Regions from separate parts of the Mus musculus genome. Here region 2 is linked to region 1. A link is a contact called in public promoter capture Hi-C data. All regions are on one chromosome and are shown on one strand. The core of a region is the stretch at or near the end of the contact, and the rest is flanking DNA. Distances in the headings are between cores, read along the strand shown.

Region 1 (4,796 bases), core at 1,044-3,543:
AGTACAAAATTCGCCATCTAACCAGTTGCCTCTTGCGTTGGTCTGTTTTCTGCTTCTTTAACAGAGTGCTAGACTAGACAGGTTGTAAACTATGGAAGTGTTTTCAGCCTATAGTCCTGAGGCTTTCAACAGAAAACAATGGAGCTTTTAACCCAGCCTTTATTAGGAACCCACTCCTGAGATGGTAACTGTGAAGGCATGCTGCTACAGCACCATGGCAACTAAGTGTCAACGTGGAAGGTTGGAGAGGTGCTCCGCAGTCAAGAGCATAGACTGCTCTTATAGAACACCTAAGTCCAGGCCCCCATGTGGAGTGACTCACAACTGCCTGCAACTCCAGTTCCAGGGGATCTTAAGCTCTCTCCTGACTCCTGCATTCACACACAGTTAAAAATAAAGTCTCTCACCCCTCAGAAAACTCACTGTGAGGTTTGAAAGGGTTGTTTAGTTATAGCTTCATGGTTTCCCTGGGAGCCAGTCTCTTCATTACAGTCAATTCATTACGACTCGGATTGTTCTTAAGGTATCTTGATTCCACTACTTTGTAGTCGTTCCTAAGACCGCTTTTAGTCAGCATCCTATAGAATTCCTATAGAATTCCTCATTCCAATTCAGCATCCTATAGAATTCCTCAGCTCGCCACTGTTGGATCCCATTTCCTTAACCCAGTGCCTTTCTTACTCTTTCCCCCTTAGTAAAGTACACTGTATCTCTACTGACTTACTGAGGAAGAATATGAGAAGAGAATATTTTCTGAGATCTGCCTAGCCAAAAGTCTCCCACCTCTTTGCTTCATCTGTATTCTGTATGTATTCATCTTATGTATTCATCTGTATGTATTCATCACAGGAGTTCTAGTCAGCAATAGGATAAAAGCAAGATGACTGCTAAAGAGGCAAATATAAAGAGACATTGAAGCCCTGCCTTTCTCCAGGCTCTGACACGTGCATTCGAGTGCCTCTACAGCTGCTTGTCCTCGTGTGTCTAAACAGAAAGTAAAACTTCTCTACATTCTGATGTTGTTGGTGTTTTGTTTTGTTGTTTTCAGAATTTCAGATTTTGAAAAGAAAGCAAATGGCCATTCTTCTACTGAGAAGCAGACAGCGAGGAGAGCAGACAGAGAGAAGGAGGACAAAGGCCAAGAGAGTGTGGGTACAGCACCGCCAAAGGACTGGCACGTCCCTGGCATGTCCCCGTTGGTGACGTGGTTGCTGGGTTCAAGTCTTACGTTGCACTATTTACCTTAGAAATGGAAACTTGTTTGTTTCAGAATACTTTCTACTTCTTTCGTTTTCATTTCCTTATCCTGAATTTGAAGTGCATGTCAGTAAGATGTGAACCAGTCTGTACACTCTCATATCTCTCCTTGTCTGATGGCATCTCCTGAATCCTTAAGTCCACCACCAGAAAAAGACATTTTGACTGACTTATAAGATGTCCTTTGTGAACATGAATCTGAGACTTTAGAATGGAAAGATCTTGGCTCTGTCCCAGCACTGGTAGGGAACAAAGGAATTAGCGTTTAAAAAAAAAAAAAAAAAGTTCCTGAATAACTTATGCCCTTGAGCCTGAAGAGTTTTAAGTTTAGGAAAAGTTCCTGAAGCCAGGAAATTAAAGAGTTCACAGTAGTCTGTACGAGAGACATATAGAATGATCCTTCTGTTCATGTATTCATCAGTACACACACACACTCACTCTCACACACTCACAAACACACTCACTCACATACACTCATATACACACTCACATACACACTCACACACACTCATTCACACACACACTCATACACACACACACACTCATACACATTCAACACACATACACACACACACACTCTCTCATACACTCACTCACACACACACTGGCTATGTCCTTCCTTTCCCTTTCATTTCTCTTTATTTTTTTAAATTTTGAGATTGTGTCTTATCCAGCCTAGGCTGAGCTCAGACTCACACGTAGCCTAGGAGAGGAACTACGATGTTCCCTGCCTTTGCTATGCTAGGATTACAGACGTGCAGCGGCTTCTCTGGCTCTGAGTCCCAACCTTAAGACAATGGAGAACACTGAAGACTGGTACAGTGGTGCATACCCCTATGAGTCTGGTGTCTGGTAGACTGAGGCAGTTGGATTTCAGATTTAAGGACAGCTTATGTGACAGCAAATTCCAGATCAGCATGAGTGCAAAAGCAAAACGGGGGTGGGGAAGGTGGAGAGAGAACAGGATGAGCTTACATGAAGAGAGCACGCTGCCAGAACAGCACACCGTTAACTGATGGACCAACAGTTAATGGGAAAGTATTGATGTTTCTAAGCTCGGATAAAACTCATATGCAAATTGACAACTGGCGGGCTTCCGGGAGAAGAGCTGGATAACAAATAATTACGTAAGCTAGAAGCAGACATTGGCAAGGCAATATAGTCTCGGAGTCTTTCCCCACACGAATAAAGTTATATTTTGACCTGGTGACCTGTGATCCCAGAAGCCTGAGTAGGTCCAGGTTTAGCAGTAAATCCATTATCACACAGGCCTAGACTGATAGTGGATGTGGTGCACAGAAACACAAGCTTGCCCAGACTGCTTTTCACATAAGTCACTTGGGGAAGTCTTGCGCAAATCAAGTCTACTCAGGGTTTCCGTGTTAGCTGGATATTAGTGGTCCATACTTTCTCCTCACACAAGGTCCACCTCCTCTCGAATGCTCTGTCTCACGTGAATGTCTGACATTGTCTGACAGGTTGGAAGCGAAGTGGAAACACTGAGCATTCAAGTGACCTCTCTGTTTAAGGAGCTTCAAGAGGCACACACAAAACTCAGTGAGGCTGAGCTGATGAAGAAGAGACTTCAAGAAAAGTAATAACTCATTTAATTTCCTCGCATGATTTATGAAGTGCGTTACTGTAGCAAAGCAGTTTTGTTACTGTATTAAAACAAGCAGGGACCTGATAGACGGTTCAGAAAAAGAGAACTTAGTGTTGGTGTGTATTCCTGAAGCTGTTGTCACACGGGTCATAAGGACACAAGAGGACTTGCACTGTGCTGTGAAGAGCACCAACCTCTGTAACCCCTGTACAGAGCTACATATAGTATTGTGATGTGAGAGATTTGCTGTACTTGGCATTAACACCCTGCACATAGCCATAGTGTATCTGTCTTTCGGCTCTCATAGGAGATGCTCGGGGCTTTCCTTTCCTCTTACTGGATCCTCATCAGAAATGAGAGTCTTTGTGACAGGCAGACTTTAGATTCTGAAGGGTGCCCAGGGATTTTGCTGTAATTTGCTCCTTAGTTCAGGTTGGGTAAAAATATATTAAAAATATAAGATGTTTAAAATATCCCACCCACCATAAGGCGGGAAGAAACAAAACAAGAAAGCAAACCTGAAGCAAAAAGAACAAAGTGTTTTGCCCTGTGGCCCTACCACACTCTGTACTTGATATCCTCTTGAGGATTTGTGCAGAAGCCAGGGAGAGTGACAAAGTGTTGTTTCTCCTCGGGGAATATTCATCTTTTTCAGGTGTCAGGCTCTGGAGAGGAAGAACTCTGCAACACCATCAGAGCTGAATGAAAAGCAAGAGCTCGTTTACAGTAACAAGAAGTTAGAGCTGCAGGTGGAGAGCATGCGCTCCGAAATCAAGATGGAGCAGGCCAAGACAGAGGAGGAGAAGTGAGTGTGTGCACCTGTGTGCGTGGGGTGGGGGCGGGGCGGGGGCGGGGCGGGGTGGGGCGGCAGCTCACCCAGAAGGGGAAGGACAGCTGGCCAAATACAGATGGGGTGGGGTGGGGGTGGGGGTGTACCTGGGAGTCATGGCATAAAATCTGTTTTACCATCTGGAAACTAGATGTCTAGGAGACTCCTGGACAGATTAAAGTTTTGCGTTGTAGCAAAAATAGGAAAATTATTTTTATTCTATCTTTTGAGAGAAAGACAGTCTTATGGAAGATACCATTTTCTTTGAGAGTAAGAAAAATGCTGACAAGTGGTGGCTGTAGTTTCATTTCTGTTCCATGATAAAATAGCCTGACAAAGCAACTTCGTGGACAGAGGGGTTATCTTAGCTTACACGGTCCAGCCACTCACTGGGAGGGAGTTGGCCAAGGCGCTCTGGGCTGGAAGCCCATTCACATCATGTCAAGAGCAGAGAGAAATGAATGCTTAGTTCTCAGCTTGCCTTGCCTACTTCTATTGCTTAGTTTTGTTTTTTGAGACAGGATTGGTCTGTGTTTCTCTGGCTGTCCCAGAATTCACAGAGATCCACCTGCCTCTTACACCCGAGTGCTGGGATAATCGAGAGCCCTAAGCTAGGGACTGGCCGGTGTCACTGCTTTCATGTGGCAGGTCATCCGACATGGGTAAAGGCAGTGCAGACAGTCCTCACAGACAGGCCCCTGAGCCAACCTGATGGAAGCGATCTCTCACTGAGACTTTCCTCAGGTGACTCCTGGTCCTGTCAAGCTGAGAGTTAAAAGTTGGTGGGATGGAAAAAAACCAAGAGATTTTTCTACTTGAGTTTTCAAAGTCTGTTAGGGAGACAGGAGGATGGGCTTCTGTGATATTTCCCTCATTATTCCACTTTTAATATCACATTTTAATAGGTCCAGGTTAGCCACTCTGCAGGCAACTCACAACAAGCTCCTTCAAGAACATAATAAGGCACTGAAAACAATTGAAGAACTAACCAAGCAACAGGTATTTACAGAGCAAAGGTACTTCCATAGCCTGGGGATTGAACCACCAAATGACCCCTCAACTAAATCCACTCTCAAGAACTGCTTTGCGGTTATCAGTTGTAACAGA
Region 2 (4,387 bases), core at 769-3,268, 150 kb before region 1:
AATTAATCACTTCATACATTCTTCCCATGCCCTTCTAAAGGCAGTGTGATGTAGAAAGAAGAACTTGGGGGTTGATGCCAGAACACATAGATACAAAAGTCCAAGCTCTGTCATGGACTAGCTGGGGAATTGTGGACAGGTTCACTTGGTTGTTCTAGATCCCTGCATTGTGAGTCTGATCTCGACATCATTGCGAGAGAGAGCTGAACTGATACTTGTAAAGCATCCGACATAGTGTTTAAACATAAAGGAATAAAATACTCCATCTTTCCAGATCACCTACCTATCCATCACTTTCACTAATGTGTTAACCTGAGGGTTCTAGTCTCCTGACAGATTCTGTGTCCAGCCAAAATGTCTCTTATTGTGTTTATTTGGAGAATGAATCAATGATGCATTTACAATTTCTCTATCTATTGCCTCCCTGTTCCACCTATAGGCTAGTCTACACATAACTAGACATCGAGCTTCCATCCCACTACTCTGGTGTTCACTGCTGCCACTACACATTCATCATTTCTGATGCTCCCTCTCCCAAGCCGTCCCTTTGCTTATCTTGGTCAATTCTCTGTCACATTACTTACCACAGTTGTGTCTGTCCTTTAACGCATCCCCTTTCCTACTACCATTTTCTACAGTCTTGCAAAGAGTTCTTTGATTCTTATTGTATGCAAAAATAAAGAGGCTCCCAGGTAGAAACTTCAACTTTGCTCCGTTCTCCTTAGATGTACCTGCATCCTGTCCTCTTCATTCGATGGAGAAGCCGCCCCTCTCTTGAGTTAGAATACAGAAGCAAGAATTTACCTAACTTCAGTCCAATTTGAAGCAGCATGAGAAAGGAAGGGCCATGTTCTGTAAAAGGTGCTTTTGGTATGTAATAGTTGGTAGAGGTGGGTTGACTTGGCCTCAATGCCAGTTTGACCTGCATGAATAAGTTAGAACGCAGAACACCTGCACTGAGTTCAAAGGAGACTTGACTTAGCTACATAGCAAGAGCCTGGTTTTTTTTAAATCATTTTCATAACCATAATGTATTACAAATAATAGTTTTTTTGACTAGTTCTAAAATTTTCCTAGACATAAAATTGGTAAGTATTTATTCATCAAAGGGATTGAAGGACTTTAAAGGAGGCACAGATGGACAGCTGGACAGGTGGACGGATGGACAGGTGGACAGATGGACGGATCCAGGACCTTTACCATTTCTAACCTGAGTCCTGTGTTAACAATAAATCTGAATGTCTGAGACAGGCTTATTTTTCCAACAAAGCACAGAAATCTGACAGTGAATATTCTTCTTAGAAAAGAAACTGACTCTAAGTTCATCAGACTGGTGGGCCCCATTTTGGCCCTGGTTTGGGCTTTGAGGACAAACCTGAGCCTGGCTTGAGTTTCTGTGGCCTTGTGGGAGAGCCTAAGCCCGGCTCAGAGACCTGTCTCAGTCACTTCCATATTAGGATGTCTCAGCAAGATCTGTTTGGCCTGCCTCTGCCCCACCATTGCTGATGTAGAGCTTTGCCATTGGCCCTGTCAGTCACTCCATACCCTCCATCACCCTTCCCCATCTCCTATGTCGTGTTACCCCATCAAAAATCCTCCTCCCTATGTTCCGAACTTATATAAACAAGAGGTTGATGTCATAGAGTTGAGTTCCTACTTTGACAGACTCCCTGCCCAGGTGTGTTTCTTTTGGGTCGACGACATTCGCCATCCCACTCAGCCCCGGAGAGACCCCAGCAGTACTGGCAGGAGTGGGACACCTCTCCTTTCTCCTGGACCTGCTGACAAGCAGCCAGCATTAGACTATTTCAACTATGGAGTCCTGTCCCTCCCCCACCCATCCTCAAAGAGAAAGGGCATCTGGGGAAAGGAGAGTTGACAGGGTCTCCTTTCCCTGTATGCCAAGTTTCCCTCTTCTCCTGGGAACATGACTTCATCACTGGGAAATGCAACATGGGGACGGCTGCTGCCAGGGACTACGATGGAAGGATCTGGAAGAATGTCAGTCAGTAAAGCTCATACTGTGGAAAAGCTCAGTGTTGTACCAGTGAAATCCAGGCGATAAAGGAGGTGTCTATAGACATGGCCTTAGGGGTTACAATGGTCTCCTAGTCAAAGGAGAGGAGTCAGGCTGGGTTTTTATTGGGGGGAGGGAGTAACTTAGATGCACCATCTGGTGTTTCTGAACCCAGAGCTCAACTCTGATCTAGCTGCATGACTGCCTAGTGTTTATTCTCATGTGACTTGCCTCTGAGGGCAGTCCAGTCCACTCTCTGTATTTATTATAAGGAATATGCTAAGTAATAGATAAACATACAAGGTGAGCTGTTTTCTCCTCTGCCTTGCCTTCTGCCTCTAAGACTTCAAAGAAGTAACAGGTTCTCTCACTGAAGCAATTGACTAAAGAAACAGACTATAGTTTTATCAAAATTATTACATCTTTTATTGTTTAAGGAAACTGGGCCCTCTCTGCAACTAAATAGCTGAGTGTATGTGCCTCTGAGCTTTAACACTCAGATTAAGTAAGTATTGCCTCACAGTGACCTCTGGACTTATTTTAATCAAATGTCTTAAATCGTTCAGCACTTTGACAACTTTCCCAAATCAAACTCTAAATTAAAACCTTTTGACCTCATTATTCGCTTTCAGAGTTTCCCAATGATCTTCTAGAATATTTAAAAAATGGTTCTCTCTCTCTCTCTCTCTCTCTCTCTCTCTCTCTCTGTCTCTCTCTATAAGTGGCACATGCCTATAATCTTACCACTTGGGAGGTTGCAACAGGAGAATCAGGAGCTCAAATTTATTCTTTGCTAAACAGAGTTAAGAGTCTATGCTGAGGTACAACAGCCTTTGTCTCAAAATTAATTAAGTTTATCAATTAATTGATAGGAATGTTAATAGTAAGTTTATTCAATGTTGTCATTATATGAGCATGTTATTAATGTCTCTTGTAAACTACATAACATTCCTAGAATAATGTTAACTTTAATGATTTAGTTATTTTCTTAATTAGGGTATCAATTTCTGTAATAAAACATCACGACCAACTAGGGAAGGAAAGTGTGTGCTTCAGCTTACGGCTTGCAGTCTGTCTCCTAAGGAAGCCAAGGCAGGGACTAATGCAGTGCAGAGGAATGCCGGTTTCCAGCTTGCTTTTTTTCTAATACCCAAGACCACCAGCCCAGACATAGTACTGCAAACAGTACATCAACCAAAGAAAATGTACCACTGGCTTGCCCATAAGCTGATCTGGTGGAGACATTTTCTCAATTGAGGTCCTCTCTTCCCAAATGGCTCTAACTTGCATCAAGTTGATGTAAAACTAACCAGGACAGTTATTATCTTAGAATATTATCATGCAAATGATGAGATTTCCATTTTACTTGATTATAAAGGTTTCACAATCAACACAATTTTAAGTGCTGCCTGCAATGCCTGTGCTTTTCTGACAGATGCTGCACGCAGCAACACAGCACACACGTGACATCTGTAGACAGGGCTATTGGAGATACAAGCTACTTGTATTTCTTGAGGCTTGAAGATCAGTTTCCACAACTCTAATGAAGCACGCCAGTGCAATAACTACTTTAGCATGTGTTATCCTAAGCCAGCTGATGATAAACCTATTTTATAATTAACACTATGCACCTCCTGATTAAGAACAGCAAATTGGCACTTGGTGTGGCGTAAGTCAGTATTAAGCCTCTAGGGAGAGTTTCCCTAATTGTTGATTGGCTAAATAAAGACAGCAGAAGCTAATCGCTGGGTAAAAGAATAGGCAGGATTTCCAGACAGAATAGGAACGAGGGTTGGGATTCAGACAAGAAGGGAGAGAATGGAGCTACAGACACGTAGGTTTCTCAGGGCACCCATAGTTTGTGGCCTCCACAGGCAACTGCAGAGGCCAAGGACGGTGGGGAAGGATACTCTTCACCCAGCCTTTGAGTTATCTGGTCGGTGTTAAAATATAAAAGTCTCCAGTGTTTTCCTTTCATGGAGCTACAGGGAACTGGGTGAGGCCAGAGAGGTCACTGGCAGTAGGCAGGGCCAGCCACAGGGGTGGCTGGTCTGTGGAGCATGAGCAGTGGCTCGGGCATTCACAAGACAGCGCTGAGCAGCTCGGCAGGGCCAGCTAGAAGAGTGGGCAGCTGCTGGTTCCAGAGCCTAGCGACCAAGCATGGGTTGTTTTAATTACATACAGCATAAACCTAGATTTAGAAAGGGCCACTGTTTCTATTGCTATGACCAAACAAGCAAGTTTGGGAGAAAAGGGTTTACCCTTTTAAATAGCTGTTCATCTTTGAAGGAAATCAGGACAGGCACTCACACAGGGCAGGAAGCTGGAGGCAGGAGCTGATGCAGAGGCCATGGTGGGGTGCTGCTCACT

The links. Capture Hi-C pulls out chosen DNA fragments and counts their contacts.
Region 2: a promoter capture Hi-C map of adipose tissue shows a contact between it and region 1. The contact joins two enhancer-like sites. A contact is called at or near these places in 2 of 39 promoter capture datasets (cranial neural crest and embryonic stem cells) and 2 of 9 other capture datasets (adipose tissue and pancreatic islet).

Annotation. Positions count from the first base shown.
Region 1 is chr2:5,033,023-5,037,818 of GRCm38.p6, reverse strand. Optn (optineurin) reads left to right here. Exons shown (of 14, transcript NM_001356487.1): 7 at 1,049-1,148; 8 at 2,736-2,851; 9 at 3,516-3,665; 10 at 4,595-4,688. Among named protein-coding and RNA genes, the nearest start is that of Mcm10, 23 kb to the right of the region's middle. Within about 2 kb of position 2,293, at least 21 of the 459 cell types and tissues checked have an H3K27ac peak or open chromatin away from gene starts, as enhancers often do. A contact at or near this core is called in adipose tissue, where this site is marked.
Region 2 is chr2:5,179,807-5,184,193 of GRCm38.p6, reverse strand. The region is part of intron 2 of Ccdc3 (coiled-coil domain containing 3); the gene reads right to left. Among named protein-coding and RNA genes, the nearest start is that of Gm46729, 33 kb to the left of the region's middle. Within about 2 kb of position 2,018, at least 13 of the 459 cell types and tissues checked have an H3K27ac peak or open chromatin away from gene starts, as enhancers often do. A contact at or near this core is called in adipose tissue, where this site is marked.